Regions from separate parts of the Mus musculus genome. Here region 2 is linked to region 1. Evidence: chromatin contacts called from public Hi-C data. All regions are on one chromosome and are shown on one strand. Each heading gives the region's core, a stretch centred on a gene start, on an enhancer-like site or on the middle of the called end of the contact. The rest is flanking DNA. Distances are from core to core; before and after follow the strand shown.

Evidence for each region. A called contact is a pair of places that touch in the nucleus more often than the background predicts.
Region 2: a Hi-C map of B cells shows a contact between it and region 1, with 56 read pairs. The contact joins the promoter of 4930523C07Rik here to the enhancer-like site in region 1. A contact is called at or near these places in 3 of 39 promoter capture datasets (the C10 cell line, pre-B cells and stem cell-derived epiblast-like cells), 1 of 15 datasets of contacts at CTCF or cohesin (large pre-B cells), 6 of 484 Hi-C or Micro-C datasets (B cells, conventional dendritic cells, germinal center B cells and 1 more), 7 of 115 datasets of contacts at active chromatin or transcription factors (CD4 single positive thymocytes, CD8 T cells, bone marrow-derived dendritic cells and 4 more) and 3 of 9 other capture datasets (adipose tissue, liver and pancreatic islet).

What each region holds. Positions count from the first base shown.
Region 1 is chr1:159,949,411-159,957,316 of GRCm38.p6, forward strand. No RefSeq gene overlaps it. Among named protein-coding and RNA genes, the nearest start is that of Gm31667, 71 kb to the right of the region's middle. Within about 2 kb of position 4,316, at least 24 of the 459 cell types and tissues checked have an H3K27ac peak or open chromatin away from gene starts, as enhancers often do. A contact at or near this core is called in B cells, CD4 single positive thymocytes, germinal center B cells and 2 more, where this site is marked.
Region 2 is chr1:160,040,730-160,048,635 of GRCm38.p6, forward strand. It overlaps 4930523C07Rik (RIKEN cDNA 4930523C07 gene), which reads left to right and starts at 3,651. Exons shown (of 3, transcript NM_001162896.1): 1 at 3,651-4,024. Gm37294 (predicted gene, 37294) reads right to left here and starts at 3,588. Exons shown (of 2, transcript NR_168324.1): 1 at 3,419-3,588; 2 at 972-1,281.

The sequences.
Region 1 (7,906 bases), core at 3,066-5,565:
ACCAAGGCAAAGAAAGATCAGCTGTGCCAGATGGTGCTAAGAGAGCCAAAGCGAGGACTCAGGACTATACGATCAGCTTGAGGTCATTAATCTCAGCACAGGAGCAGAGGCAGGCATATCTGAATGAGTTCAAGGCTAGCCTGGTCTACATAGTAAGTTCCAGGCCAGCTAGGACTACGTATAAGACCCTGATGCAGGGATTTAAATAGAATGGGTAAAACTTGTTGTGGAATAGCTATGGGAAGAGGCAGGGATATACATTCAAGATGACTCAAAAAGAAGCCAAAACAAAAATGGTAAAGGCATTTTAAGTTCCTTGCCTCCTTTCCCCCCTACGAATTCAAGTCAAAATGAAAAATACCATGTCTAGGGAGCAGGATGGATTGAGAGGATATTTCCAACAGTCTGGGCTTTCTCTTGCTTGTAGAGAAAAGTACCATGCAGATCTCTGCAAATCTTTTGGGAGCTCCATCTCACAGAATCTAGTATTATAAGAGAGTTTGATGTGAGCATGGAGTCAGCTTCTTTCATATCTAGCTGGTGACGTGGGAGGCAATGAAACCACAGACAACATAATAATTTGGAGAAATCATAATTCTTAGGTCTACCTAAGGTAAGTTTATATAAACTCCTACTTCAGATATTACCATACTTATTCAATCAACAACACTTCAATCCCATTCATATTTCTAATGAAAAGGAAAAAATGAGTTCTGCTTTCCCAAGTGGGGTTTGAGACTAGACAAATGATCCTTGAGTTTCCAAAGGAAAGACTCTCTAGTGGCCTAGAGCCTGGGAAATGTGTGTGTGAAGACTTGATGCTTGTTTCCCCATGTCCATTTTCTTTCCCTTTGCTCCAGTTTCACCCTGAATTTGACATCTTCCTCTGGGATTGCATTTCCCATTCTTGGCACTACTGACATTCTGAACGAGACAATTCTCTGTGATCATACAGTGGTTTCTACATGGCATTATAAGCAACAGGACAGGAGGTTCTGTGCACTGTGGGATGTTTCGTATGACCTCTGGCTCTACCAACTAGATGCCAGTTGCAATCCTCCCGCCCCAGTTAAAACCAAGGAATCCCTTTGAGGAAAGTGAGGAAAGACCATACCTCCTTTACAAATATGACCTAGGGACACAGTTGTCCAGGCCTAAACCAATCAGCACAATTACCAGTCCAGTGGTGACCACATGTCCCAAATAGGTCCAAAAATATTACACTAAATGTTTTTGGTTGGCCTTGAGAAATGATATTCTAACTACCTATGAATTTTGTGGTGTGTGGGTGAAGCCTTTAGAGCCAATGGCATACATTTCTTTTAATGAAAAACGAAAACAAAACAGGCTCAGCAGGAAGCCGATACTATATGAGGTTAAACCAAGACAGCAGGAAAAGCTGGGCTCTGATTACATTGCAAAGAGGCTGGGTCAGCTCTGACCTGGAGTTTGAATACGTCCCCACCTTTTGGTTGCTGTTGTTTCCTTGTTAAAGCCAGTTTCTGTTATTTGGAATTTTCAAGAGAAGAAGTTCACATACATTAAATTGAACAGAATTTGAATAAAGGCAAGTTAGGCAGCCTTCAGAGCCAAATGAAGTTCCGAGAACTTTGCTGCAAACAGGGGCAGCAGTATTTGTGGATAAAACCAGAAATTAGCATCAGAAACAGCTTGACTAGGTAGCATTCAGACACTGCTGTATTTTAACGTGGCCAGTCGCTCACCAGTGGTAGACTACATCTCCACTGCACAGATCGGCTGAGGCTGAACCATCTTCCTGAGGAACCCTTCCGAATAAAGCATTCAATTAATTCATGTTCTAAGGACTCTAAGTTCTGAGACATCCTCAGGTCAACCTTAGTTTAAAACACTAAAAACATTTTAACCTATAAAATAAGTATATTATATGGTGTAACGAATAGGTTAATGACATCTTGGCCAGTCTTTTAAGAGGTAAGAGGGTGGTGCTTAAGAAAAAGTTGAAACATGGCCTTTCTCCCCCCACCCCACATTTTTGGCCTTACTACATTCATTTCTAAGGACCTGCCGACATATTTCCAAGTAGGATATGTTAAGAGAGTGCTCATGTTACCCTGGCATTGGGGTGTGAGCCTTTAATCCCAGCACTTAAGAGGCAGTGTTGAGTGGCTCTATATCTGTGAGTTCCAGGTCAACCTGCTCTACAAAGCAAGTTTTAAACCTGACAAGTCTCAAAAAAAAAAAAAAAAAAAAAAAAAGGTTAAAAAGTACCCATATTACCAGATCAGCCAGAATGGTTCTGTGTCATTCCACTGCTGAAAACTGAGCCAAAAACACCTGGATTTCAAGTACCATTCTTGCCACCATGTTGTAGATGCTGGAGAAATCACCCACCTAGGGGAGCCATTGTCAAGCGCTACAAAGCCACATCTTCAGGAAGCCCATAAACTATGCTCAAGTAACTTATGGTGTGACTTCACTGTTTTGACATTTGTACTAATAGTGGGCCCAACATCAGGGCTCTTAGCACGGACCAAGGCAATGACAACAGACTTAAAATGATTATATTCTTTACTTGAAGAGAAAACATCCAAATGTTGGTTTTATTTAAGAATGACCCTGAGCCTGGCATAGTGGGATATCCCTTTAACCCCAGCACTCACTCAGGAGGCAGAGGCAATCAGATCTCTGCAAGTTCCAGGACAGCCTCATCTACATAGTGAGTTCCAAGACAATCAGAGCTATATAATAGAGAGAAACTGTCTTGGACAGGAAAAGAAAATTTAAAAAAGAGTAACCTTAATAAAGAAGTAAAATTGTAACCCAGAAGGCATCTCTTACCCATGATATGAGCAAGCAAGAATAATGTGGACACACATCTACAGCCTGCCCAAGCAGAACAATTCTCACAGGGGGCATAAAAAGTAACCTGTGCGATTGTCTGAGTCGCCAGCTGTGCTAGCTGTGTTTTCTGAAATAAACACCATTTTCACTTGGAGGCACAAATGACAGGCAAACTATGGTGTTTTAGATTGGGTATTTGGCAGACACTTCTTCAAAAAAAACGAACCAACTGAGCCTGTCACTTCAAGGAGAATAATCAACAGTATTTGATTTTTTTTTCACCAGTGATCCAATCTGAGCTCCCCGAGAAAATTAGAATGTTGAAAATCGTATATCTGCCACAGTAGGCTTGACAGCTCCCTAATACTTAAGAACTTGTCTGATGAGATCACTGTGATGTTGAGAATGTGCCTTCCTGATATTGTATAATAAAATATGTCAAATTTGGAAGATCTGGGTAACTCATTAAGGCATTTCTACTGGGCTCCTTGTCGCTTTCTTGTTGACGGGAGTTATTTTTGGACATCTGCACAGGAAGCGCTTGTCAGTCGTGTGCATTGCAGAGATCTCGTTGTGGCTTGGGTTTGCCTTTCTTCCTTTATGGTGTCTTTAATAAAAATTATTTTCTGGTTCCAGGGTACTCACACAGTAATTGTTTGATGGTCTGTTTTAAACCTGAAACGTGAATCTATTCTCCTACTTTCAACAGATTTGTGACTTTGCTGTCACATTTTGGGTTTTTTATCTACCTGGGTGGTTTTATGTGTGTGGTTTTTTTGTTTTGTTTTGTTTTGTTTTGTTTTGTTTTGTTTTGAGAATACTTACATGATGTCTCCTCTATTGGCCTGATTTAACCATACAATTCTATTTACTACAACACAGTATAAGAAGCCCAACTTTATTCTGACTCTGCTTTTTTCCCCCTCACTTCTTTTCATATTCACAGGATATTATCTCGTTATGATTTATTTGAAAATCTACCACAATAGTTCTTCAACGTCACCTTTCTCATATTGCCTTTCTGCCAACCTTGTCCTCAGTACCACACCATTGGTACTATTGTGGTTTTAAGATAATCTGTGATACCTACATGACAAGACTTTTTTTTTTTTCGTCATATAAGTGTGACTGCTCATGACTGTACATATCCAAATTAATTATCTAATCTATGAAATATCTGTAATATTGAATCTGTATATCAACTCAGAGTCAGAAGCCTCCTCACTATGTTGAGTGCTCCAGTCACTGAGAATCCCTCAGCTTGCCTGACTTCTCTAATGTCTCCCAGTGAAGGGTTGTAGTTTTTCCTCTAAGAGATTTTACCCATCTTTTATTAGATTAACTGCTGGGTACTTTTTGGGGGTGAGATTTGATTTTACACTACTTACAAGCTAAGAAGTTGTGCTATTTCTGCTCTATGATGCTGGCAGGAGACAGGAAGCTCCTGCAGAGATGAAAGTGCTATTACCCATGCAGAGCAAGCAGCCTGCATTTTGGCTTTCCTCAACCCAAGTCTGCCTGGTGGATGATACATACACGGAGTGGCTAGACTTTACAGTCAAGGAACAACAGCCTTGGGAAATCCCCTGATCTACTATTGCAAGTAATAAACACACTTGAAGCTTTTTCCAGAGGAAGGGGCCTCATCCAAGGGTTCATGGCAAAAAGGCAACCCTAAGGTCTGGTCCATGTGAAGACTTCTCAAGGTACTGAATTCTTGATACATCCACTGAATGGCAGACTCAGTATGTCCCACAGCCTTGTAAATTACTCCCTTTTACAAAGTGTTTCATAACATTGTAAATTATTAAAGCAGTACTTCACATAATCTTGTGTGTAAATTTTTTATTTTCTAACTGTTGCTGACATACAGAAATATAATAGAACTTTTTATATGAGGTCTCTAGCAATGTTACTAAATTTATTAATTCTGATAATTTATGCTGAGAGTCTACAAAACTCTCTACAGTATTTATATTTTTGAATAATGCAATGTTAGGGGTTTGGTTCTATCTGAGCTACATATATTTTTGGGGTGTATTTCATTGGCTGGACTCTTTAGGCTTTAGAATAAGGTTGGGAAAAGTGCTAAGAGCCACCATTCTTATCTTTTCTAGATTATTTCCTTTTCCATTAATTTTTGGGTCAGCATATGCAAAAATGGGTTTGATTGTGTCATGTCAATGTATATATATCATTATTCTCTATATCCACTGCCCTTTCTATGGTATCTTCCTATCTTAGTGTCTATTTAAAAGAGAATGTTTTTGAAGTTTAACCATTATGAGTAATATTTTCTCTACCCCCTTCCTTGTTGAAGATTCTCCTCATTTTATTTTTAACAAATTCCTTTTTACTAACAGTTTGCTGAAAGTTTACAGTAAATGATGACAATTTTTGCTCCCATTGAGGCTACTATATAATTTCCCTCCATACATCTAGTAATGTAGTATAATATAAAAACACAATACATTTTCTACATTAAAACATTGTACTCTTGAGATAAAATCATCAAGCTGTGCTGGTGCCTTCATACTGCTGTGTTTGATTAACTTTTTAATTATGTAAAAAGTTTAGTAACACAATTCTCACACATTTTGGGTTGCAATATTTTTATTATAATGTCTTTATTATAATAATGTTTTCTAAATTCTATAAGGACCTGTATTTCTCAGGAGCACTTTCTGATTCTAACTAGATGCTAACTCTTTTGGTTATCACTTTTACTATTGATTTCTAGCTTATTTGAATAGTACTCAGAAGGGTCACACTATAGTTTTCAACTTCTAAGATTTTGTTAATCAGCCATGGTGGCACATGCCTTTAATCCCAGAACTCTGGAGGGGGAGGCCTGTGGATCTCTGTGAGTCAAAGCCAGCCTGGTCTACACAGTGAGACCCTATGTCAAAAGATAAACAAATAAGAGTGTCCTCTAAGATTTCACTAAGACTTGCTTTATGTCTCATAACATAACCACTGTTGGTAAATATCCCTTATACTTTTAAATATTGCATGCACTATGCTGGTCAAGACGATATATATCAATGAAGTCAAAAGTTTCCACCATGTTGTTCAATACCCTATATTCCAGTGCTTATATTATCAGCTTGTTATGGGGAGGGTTATTAAATGACAAACCGTGATTTATGGTTGTATCTATTTCCACTTGAAGTTTCATTTTCTTGACTATTTAGAAGTCCTGTTATTAAGGTATGCATACTTTTAAACTCTCTCTCTCTCTCTCTCTCTCTCTCTCTCTCTCTCTCTCTCTCTCTCGTGAACCCCTTTATCTCCAGTCAGGATTTTAGCTTTTCTAATCTTAAAATAGCTGTACCCATTTCCTTTTGGTTAGGTTTCACCTATATGTCATTTTTCTTTTTTTTTTTAATTTTATCCTTGCAATGCTATCATATTTTAGATGTTTCTTTATAGCCAAAATATATTTAGAGTTTGTACTTTATCCAGATTACTATCTTTTTATATTATCTGTAACATTTACAACATTTATTTCTTTTGGAAACTCTATTAAGAGACTTTATTGTAAAAGTTTCAGGTTTAGAGAAAAGTTGCAAATACAGTAGAGCCCCCACTGCCTCACAGCAATTTCCCTTATTATTAACATCTTACATGAATTTACTGTGTTTATTGTAATTATTGAAGCAATGTAGATGCATTCTTGCTATTTGTTAACATATTTTCTTAGTTTTCACCTAATCTCCCTTTTCTACATAAAGATACTAACTTGGATATAATGCTACATTTAAGAACAATGTTTACCTCTTTCAACAACAACAAAATTCTGTGTTAGTGCATGTTCAGGCGCAAGTTCCTCTCTGTCTGTCTGTCTGTCTGTCTGTCTGTCTGTCTGTCTCTCTCTCTCTCTCTCTCTCTCTCAGTGTGTGTGTGTGTGTGTGTAGGCTAGAGGATAACCATGTGTTCCTTAGAAACCAAGTCACCTTGCTTTTTTGAGGCATGGTCTCTCACTCCCCTGCAACCCTCAAAGTAGACTAGGCTGTCTGGCCAGGAAGCTCCAGGGATCTGCTCTCCCTTTCTTCTCTACACTGGGACCACATCTAGTTTATCCTGGCTTTTAACATGTGTCCAGGGAATTGAACTCAGGTCTCTGTGCTTGAAAGCAGTGTTTTAACCACGGAGCCACCTCTCCTTCTAAGTCATAATGTTTTTTCTGGTTCCTATTGGCTACGGTAATTTCTTAGTTTTCTTTGTTTTTGATTGCCTTTACAATTTTAAAGATGAAGAATCGTGTATTCTTGCAGCTTTATCTCACAGTCAGGATCTACCTGCTGCTTTTCTCATGATTAGAATTGGAGCACTTGTTTTGGGAACAAAACCACAGAAGCGAAATGTTATTTTCATTCATTGATGTTGACCTTACTTGGATGGCTGAAATGCTCTGACAGGTTCTCCCACTATTCTTTCTTTCCCTACATCCATACCACATTCTTTGAAAGGAAGCCACTGTGCGCAGACCACATTTAGGCAATAAAGATTATAGCTCACCTCCCTGGAGGAAAAATACCATATAAATTATTTGAACTGTTTCTGGATGAGAAAATTGTCTTTATCTCTCATCTATTTATTCATTCAATAATTTATTTATATGTTTACAGGCTTGTGGGCATTTATTTTGTACTTTGGGTTATAAACCAATATTAATCTTAACTTTCTTACTCAAATTACATTGTCTTTGGGTGTTGGGAGTTCTTGCTGATCTCTACACCAGTTTGGTCTGCCTACATGGCTGGGGAGTTTTTATTTATATGTGTTTGCTGTGTGAACACTTGACATCTGTTTGGTACATTCTGAACATTGCCATGAGAGATGCCCCATACTCATATATTTCCTACCCCAGTCCCAGAGTCAGCCATTTGTCCGAATGGTTTGATAGCTACTCTAGGATAGTGGTATTACAAGCAAAGATCTGTTCATCATTTCTGGGATGACACTTATTTTAGGTACTTTCAGCTAACAAAAAAAAAAATATTTGGATAGTAATTCACAAGCAATTGCTTTTTAAAAGTTTTAAAGTCTTTAATTATGTGTAAATCTCTGTGTGTGTGTG
Region 2 (7,906 bases), core at 2,401-4,900, 91 kb after region 1:
AAACACTGGGGGGGGGCAATGGGTTAATTAGATGAGAGGACCAAGAGTTTCCTTAACTCCCCCTCCAGCGCCAATGTCACGATTTGGCACAGTGGCAATAAAACAAGATTTTTGCCCAGAATCCTCCATGTAGCACTGAGGACACATTGTATGTCACACCAGGAACTATTCCTGAGAAAAGTCTATCCTTAGTGTTTTTCTTCAGAGGAGCTTTCAAAATTCGAGTCATTTGTGTCCAAATTTGAAAATTTAGAAGGAAAGTCTGATAGAAGTATGATTGCCAGAAATCCATATAATGAAGAGTCTGGAGGCATATTCAAAATCTTTTCAGAAGCTGATAGGCAAAATGAAAGAACAACATGCTTTAAATGAATAAGACTTAGGTAAAAAAAAAAAAGAACAGTCTTGTTGCCTATAGGAAACAGAGGCTACAGAGACAGTAAGACGGGGTGGGAGTGTTGGGACCACCCATTGGCTTAAATCCTAGCTCTTGGGAGGCTAGGATTGCTTGGCTACAAAGACTAGAGGTCCATACTGTGGGTCCACCTTGAACTCCCAAGCACTAGGTCTACTCAGCTTTCCTCATCTCTCTTTTATAGTTCTGTCATTCACACCTCTGTCCAAAGCTTTCCGAAATCCACTTACGTTGCCAGCTTTAGCCACCTCTGGGAGATAATCCATTCCACAAATTCATTATCCACTGTGTGAAGGAGTATTCCCACCAACTTGTCCTGAACTTGCCTTTCTCAGAGGCTGCTGCATTTCAGGATCTGAAGAACAAGTCTGTGCTCATCTTAGGGTTTCGCCATTTCCCCTAACAGCCTTTGTCTGGCCAGCAGCCCTTCTGCCTTCTTCCGGTACCCCTGCTTTCGTTTCTCCCAAGCCTCTCCAACTCAGGAACTGCTCCCATATGTAGCCAAGGGTAGCTCTACATGCAGACTAGCACAAAATCATAAACTGCCTTAAAACACTGAGAGGTGTAGGTGTTTTTATTTCAGTCTCTGTGCAAATGTTGTAGACGGCATTATTGTGTCGCAGTGGTAAGTGGCTGGACATGCCCGAGCCTCGTAGAGCATTGCAGGCAAGAATGCACCTGTTTTAGGTGATAATAACGTAATATTCTCTGTTAAATATTTCCCACACTGAAAAAGCCACCCCCTTTTGTTGTTGCCGCACAACACTATTCTGATTTCTGCACTCAGGGTGTATGACCTAATGGGAAACTGTCTCCCACAGATGGCTTGCACAGATGAATCCGTCCTGGCCAACACTGCCATTGACCTGTCAGAAATAGGACAGCACAAAGAGAGAATGAGTGCAGTTAGTCTTCACCTTCAACACAGGCTAAAACGTGATGTTTAATACCCTGTCAGTTCCCACACCAGCAGAGAGGGAACCCACAGGTTTTGTCCTTAACACTCTTAATATGGAACCAGAGCTCTTCAGGTGCTAAAGCCAGTGAGGGGTGGTCACCCACAAAAAGGTTTTAAATTTTCAGTCCTGGTTCACAAATCTGCTATTTGGGGGCTTTCTGTTTCTTAATTAGATGTGTCAACGCTCCATTTCACTCCACTTAGAGTCCACTCACCTCTTGACTACCTTCAAAGATCCTTACCTCAAACAAGAAAGCTTTTAAAGACTGCACCAGCACCGTGGTTGCCTGGGGCCATTCATGAGTTCATATAAGTTGAGACTTCACCGCCAAAGGGGAGACACAGTAGGTGGGTGCTCTAACTTGTTTTCTCATAAGGGATGCGTCATTCACCCCAAAGGAAAACCTGCTGGCCAGATGCTCACTCATTACGTTAAAACATCAATAGACCCTGTAGCCTTGGCAACTCAATAACAGCCTACCAAGCATCTTGTCATCTAGTAAGTCCCTGATTTGACTGCCACAACGTCGCTGCTACTTGATAGGTTCTAGACTTTTTCTGGATCTGTCTTCCTGTGGACTAAGACAACATTGGGATGCCGCCCTACAGATAAGCATCTGGTTTTTGAAGTGCTGAGCTCATGGTGACTGCCTTAGGTTCTTCATTTCTCTGTGTTGTTGTTGTTTCTGGAAAGCATTGTGACCATCAGCCTAGCCTGTCCATAAAGTTGTTCAGGAAAGTATTTTCCACTGTCTTCCCCCCTGCTCAGCAGGTGTTAACCCAGAAGTTGTCCATAGAAGCCACTCTCTCTCCTGATGATGATATGGTGATGAGGGATAGGCTGGACTAGATAGAACTACTCAGACTCAGATCTCAACTCCACTATACATTAGCAATGACCTTGCAGAAGAAAGTTACTCCCCATCCTCAGGGGAAGGGGGCAAATTACATCTCACACAGGTCCGGTGTAGGTCCTGGGGGAGACTCGGTCTCCAATCACCGCACCGGGTTTGCACTTAAGGTTTCCTGTCATTCCCCAAGCCTGTCTTCCTCCAGCTCCCTGGTCCATTAGACCCTAGACCCCTGCTTCAGATTTGACACACAATGGAAGCCTTCCATCCACCACTAAATTGTTGGTGGAATCCATCTATAGCTGTCTCTTGCTAAAACTGTCTTCTTTCAGAGCCTGATCGTCCCCCTGCCCTACCCACTTAACCGTACTACTCCCACCCCCAACCCCACCCCCACAACAGATCACTTGGACCACTCTTCTTATTATCATTCAAATCTAGATCTATGTAGGGCATAGTGAAACACGTCCTTAAACCCAGCAAATTTCTGTGAGGCCAACCTGTTTCTACATTGTGAGTTCCAGGCCTGCCGGGGCTATATAGTGAGACTCGGTTTCAAAGGAACAACAACAGATCTAGATCGAGTTCTCTCTGTGGGATTTCTGGGGGAAAACCTCTACTTAATCTGCCTTTGGAAGAAGACTACAGGACCAACTATCCTTGGCATTTCTGGATGAATGCTGGGTTTTCTCTTTGGCCTTTCAACCCAGAGCCAGCTGGCTTCTCTTGAGTAAACCGGAACTCTCTTGTTTCCCGGTTGTGACAGTTAGCTTCACCAATCATTTTAATTCAGGCACCCAAAGGCCGAAGGACCCTATGGCTCAGGCCCAGCCACTGGAAAGCAAGCACCAGCTGCGCACCCTCCTGACACCTACAATCCAATGAGTAGAACCTCCGGTCTTTATCATGGCAAGATCTCTCAAGGTCATTCCGGGGAAGCCCCTAGATACTCCACAGCCGCTTCTGCCTATCACACCTTCCCAACTTCCCTGCAGAAGCCTTGGAGGCACTGAGCAAGCTCTCTACCACCCCACCTTTACATTTGGGGGCGGAGTTAGACAAACAAGAGATCTGAATATAAGCTCACAAGGAGTAAATAAAATGAAAAGGGAGAACTTTTGAAGTTAGTTGTCCCTGCCTCCTGCGCTCCTAACATCTCCAGGTAACTCCCATGGAGCGCACACACAAAGATACCTTGTCACGAGGCACCGGGGATTGCTCTCCCTTTAGACACCCCAGCCCTTTTCCTGGAAGGTGACTTTATTCCACAGCACGGGGCTGTTATTTTTTCCTTAGGCCAGGGTTGGGAGTTTACACCCCACGTCTCTGGGAACACTGGCGCGTCTGTGAGCAAAGTTGGCTCTGGCGTCCTGAAGGAGGCGTGCTCGGGGCGGAGGGGCAAAAGAACGTCACAGTGGGGCGGAGTGGGGACACTGGCCGGGAGACCCGGAGGAAGGACACCCGCGCTGCGTGTGCTGTGGCGTGTGCCTCCTAGTTTAAGGTAGGAGTTGGGCTGAGGAGAGACAGAGCCAGCCAGTCAGATTCAGGAAGTTGCGTTCCTGACCTCAGTAGCAGAGCTGGGTGCGGTGAAACCTCAGCCAGGGACGCAGGGGGCGCTTTCCTCCACATCACACTGGTGGCACCCACTGACCGGCAGCGCCGCCTCTCTCCCGGGACCTGGCAGTGGGAGGGAGAGGCAGGAGCAGGGACCCAGACCTCACCCTTGTGCCCAAGTCACTTCAGAGCACCGGAACAGAGCCAGCGGTCCCGCCGGCGGGAAGCCTTCCAACGGACCCAAAGGTGAGTTTCAAAACTTTCTGTATCGCTTTGTGCTGTTGTTTTCAAAATAAGTTTGGGAGCTGCCCCGCTGTGGAAGGGGACTTTCCCATAGAAGAGTGAATCCGCCCCTGAGAGAAGTGAGATAAAGGGGTTATTTCTAAGAAGCCGTTTGCACAGTTGCTTTCATTCTTTCCTCCTAGAGGTCTCTCACCTTCTCTCTGCTCCTGGCCTGACACATGGGCTCCTCTGGAGTTTGGGGTGGAGTTCTCAGCTCCAGTTGACACCAGCTGCAGGTAGGAGCCATTTGAAAAGGACCAGATGGACATTGTCTAAACGGGCAAAGTCAGTATTTGAGATGCTCCTAAAATCATACCCTCTGGGATTTAAAAACAAAACAAAACCAAACAAACAAACAAACTCATTCTAAAAGAAACTATAATTTCAATGGGGCTAAAAGACTTACCAGACTGAAAATGTGGCCTGGAGCCAAGGGGTGGAGTGAGATCTGTATGCCATTCTGAGTCTCTAGAGAGTTTGTGTGACACATTTTTTTTCCTGAACTTTCCCAACTCTCTAAATGGTCCTTGATCTTCTTCCCACCCAGAAAGGTGGATTGGAAAACACAGCAGGTCCTGTTTTGAAGGGCTATGTAGGAATGATTTGTGTAACAGTAGTTAAGTAAATGATAGCCGGATAGCTGTTGTTTTCAACACCAGTCCTGCCTATCTGAAAGGGAACCCAAAGCAAAGACTAGTGCTTGCCCTAATGAACACCAGCCAGCCAGCCATGAGAATCCGCAGGCCTGCTCTGCCCAGTCTGCTCAATGAGGAAGGCTAGGAATGCAGCACCCAAGCCACTCCAAGCTCCTGCCTGCCAAAGCCTTTATGCTACATCCACCATTGGAAAGAGAGAGAGAACCTGGAGCTAATTTTAGGGAATCTTCATTCTGAAGTATTGTTGGGGACCAAGAACAAGTCTTAAATGGACACGGGTGCATCTTGTTCTTAACCCTTTTACAAAGTTTATCAACGCCACCTAAAGAGCCCTGCAACTGAAAGGTACTGCTGCGTTAAACGCAGCTGTGTCTGGTTTGTTTGTGTTTTGTAATTTTTTTTAATTAAATTTTCACATTCTATAGTTATGGGTAGGATAGTTTTGCAAGGGTCTCTCCTAGCTTTGAGCTAAAATTCAGATCTATCAACCACTTAGTCTGATATGTCTTCCCTTGGCCTGGTACCTCCCTTCTTCTGAAATTCTGCCTCCCCTTCTATACCCATGACACCGTTCTAGGAAAGAGGCCCATTACAAAACAACATTTCGGGCACTGTCAACATTTTGCCTACAGAATCAAAAGAGGTGAAAGCCACAGGATCAAACCCAAGAAGATAATAAACAGTCAGCAGGCTTCTGCACCAGTTTTAACGTGGAAGGGGCACACTCATTAGCTAAGCATCACTGTACCTACTGTGTGTTGGGCAATGTGCCAGGGCTATGGAATCTAAGGCGATGATGTAGTTTGTACTTTCAAAGAGCCACCAGACTGGCAAATAGACACTAGGAAACAAACCACAGTTCAGAGCAATGTACATTATATAATAGTAAAAAGTGAAACCATACAAAGGATGGAGCAATGGTCGTCTGGGAAGACAGCACTTCAGAAGTGGTGCACAATCAAGATCTTGAATATGACTAGCATTTCCCAGGGAAGAGGTACTGTGGGCAAAGAAAAGGCTTTCCCGAAGTCAACACAGGAGCAGCATGGAATGGGGATTTGTCCTCTCCTGCCAAGAGCGGAATGTCTTTCAAGGCATACTAAGCCATTATTAGGTAGTGGAATGGTCCTCTCAGATTTGTGTTTGGAGAAAGAATTACTGGCCAGATGAGGGAAGAAGAGAAGTAGGGGAGCTACATGGGGACATGGACACTGAGGGATGTGGGCTAGGGAGATAGCTTAGGCTTTCCTGGGATACCCGGTAAAGGAATTCCTAAGACTGTGACTTAATCCTGGATTAATGGAGCACAAGCATGACTTATCTGTTTAACTAGGTGAGTGAATCTCTAGGAATCACCTCCTCACTTAAAAAGGAGGATGAGGAATGTTTAGTTCAGTTGTAAGGTCTGCTAACACCTCTCCAGAATGTTAGTTACCAGACCTGTGTGAGGAACTTGTCTTCATTGGAATGAAGAGAACGGCCTGCTGAGGCTGCTTGCAAAACCTGGCAGAGTCACTTTCAGATCTGGATGCCAGCCCCAGGTCCAGAGCTTATGTACTTGGCATAGGGGCAACAACAACACAGGAAACAAAAATCAACTAGACATGTGTGTGTGCTCGGTACCTGACTTGATCACTTATCAACTGCCCTTGAACAAATCTTTGACTCACTCAGCTTCGCTTCCTTCATATTTAAAACGGATAATTATTACACACCAGGGTGGTGGTTAGAATCAGAATCCAATTGAAAAAGTAAGTAAATTTAATGTGCTACATAAAATTTAAGGCTTTATAAAATGTGAGGGTTTATTATTATTACCTCTTGAAGCTACCTAAACCACATGGTGTGTGTGCTCAGGACATAACAGCATCATGAGTAGACGGTGCTTTTTTAATAAACTATTTTAAGGCAGTAATGACAAAAGTCTCTTTGTCTTATCAGTGCTATGTGTAGTCTAGCCTCACCTCATCTGTCTTCTTTCCTACTGCTCAGCTTAAAGGGCTAGAGCCTAAAGAAGCAATGTGGTGGTATTATGTGTGCATGCAGGTTGATCACTACACAAGAACTTCTGAGGCTCGTGGGGCTAAAAGTAGCCAGAATCCTTCTGATAGGCCACTGACGTACCAGACTTGCAGCTGAGTCAAGGCACGGGTGACTATTCTCATCTTCACTGAGGCGGTATCAGTTTAATAGGTGGTAGTTCTAAATCTGGACACCAGTTACTGCTAGGGTATAGTCGCGGTGTTTCTCTCATCCTGACCAGTGAGGCTTGTATCCTGAAGAGATTCAAGTGTGTCTCATATTCCAACTCAGTGGAGTTTGAATATTGTGTGAAGAGGGTCTGCTGATGAAGAGGAAGTGACAGAGTCAGAGATTTCAAATGGAAAAAGAAAAAAAAAAAAAAACCTCTAGAGATGAACCAACCCTGCCCTTTCACTTCGAAGATGAGCAAACTGGTGTTTAGGGAGGGGAAGTAAGTGCCACAGCTATACAGCTGGTCAGTGGAGGGACCAGAACTCAGGCACCTCTTGAATACTCAGTACCATCTGAGGTCAATGTCACCTGGACTTCTGATTACAAGGACAAGCGCGGCACTCAAAAATTACATGATCACAGTTCAAGGGTGAATCTTCTTGGGGTGGCTTCTGGGACAACCACCAGATCGTGAAGAGATTCAGCTGGACCTTCTCTTTTATGACAATATCCAAACTATCCCCCTCTCCTCTGCTTCTACAACCTCAATCTTTTAACTTCCTTGGGAGTTCCCAAATTCTGCTTGTGCAGGGAGACTACATACTGGTCGTGTCTCACTCAAGTAACTAAAGCCCCTCAAGGGTTTGCTCAAATAATCATGAAAACTGGTCTCAGAGATTAGTATGTGTTCAGAGACCAGCAAGAAACTTTCCTTCCTCATCAGACAACCAACATATAATTCGGTTGTTTGATGGGAAAGGTTTCAGGTGAATACCCACCGTAGCACACAACACTGGTCATGGTTACAATGAGGGAGATAAGGACAGTGACGAGAGGGACCTTTCCCCTCTCTAAGCAGCAAAGGAACAATCTACAGCAGACTCTCTGCAGGACAATCCCTAGGGCTACCTGCCAGCTCAGGTGTCTTTTCCCAACATTGTCCAGTGCTATCTGAACAGAACACTATCTAGGGTGATGGAGTCGATGTTCAGTGGAG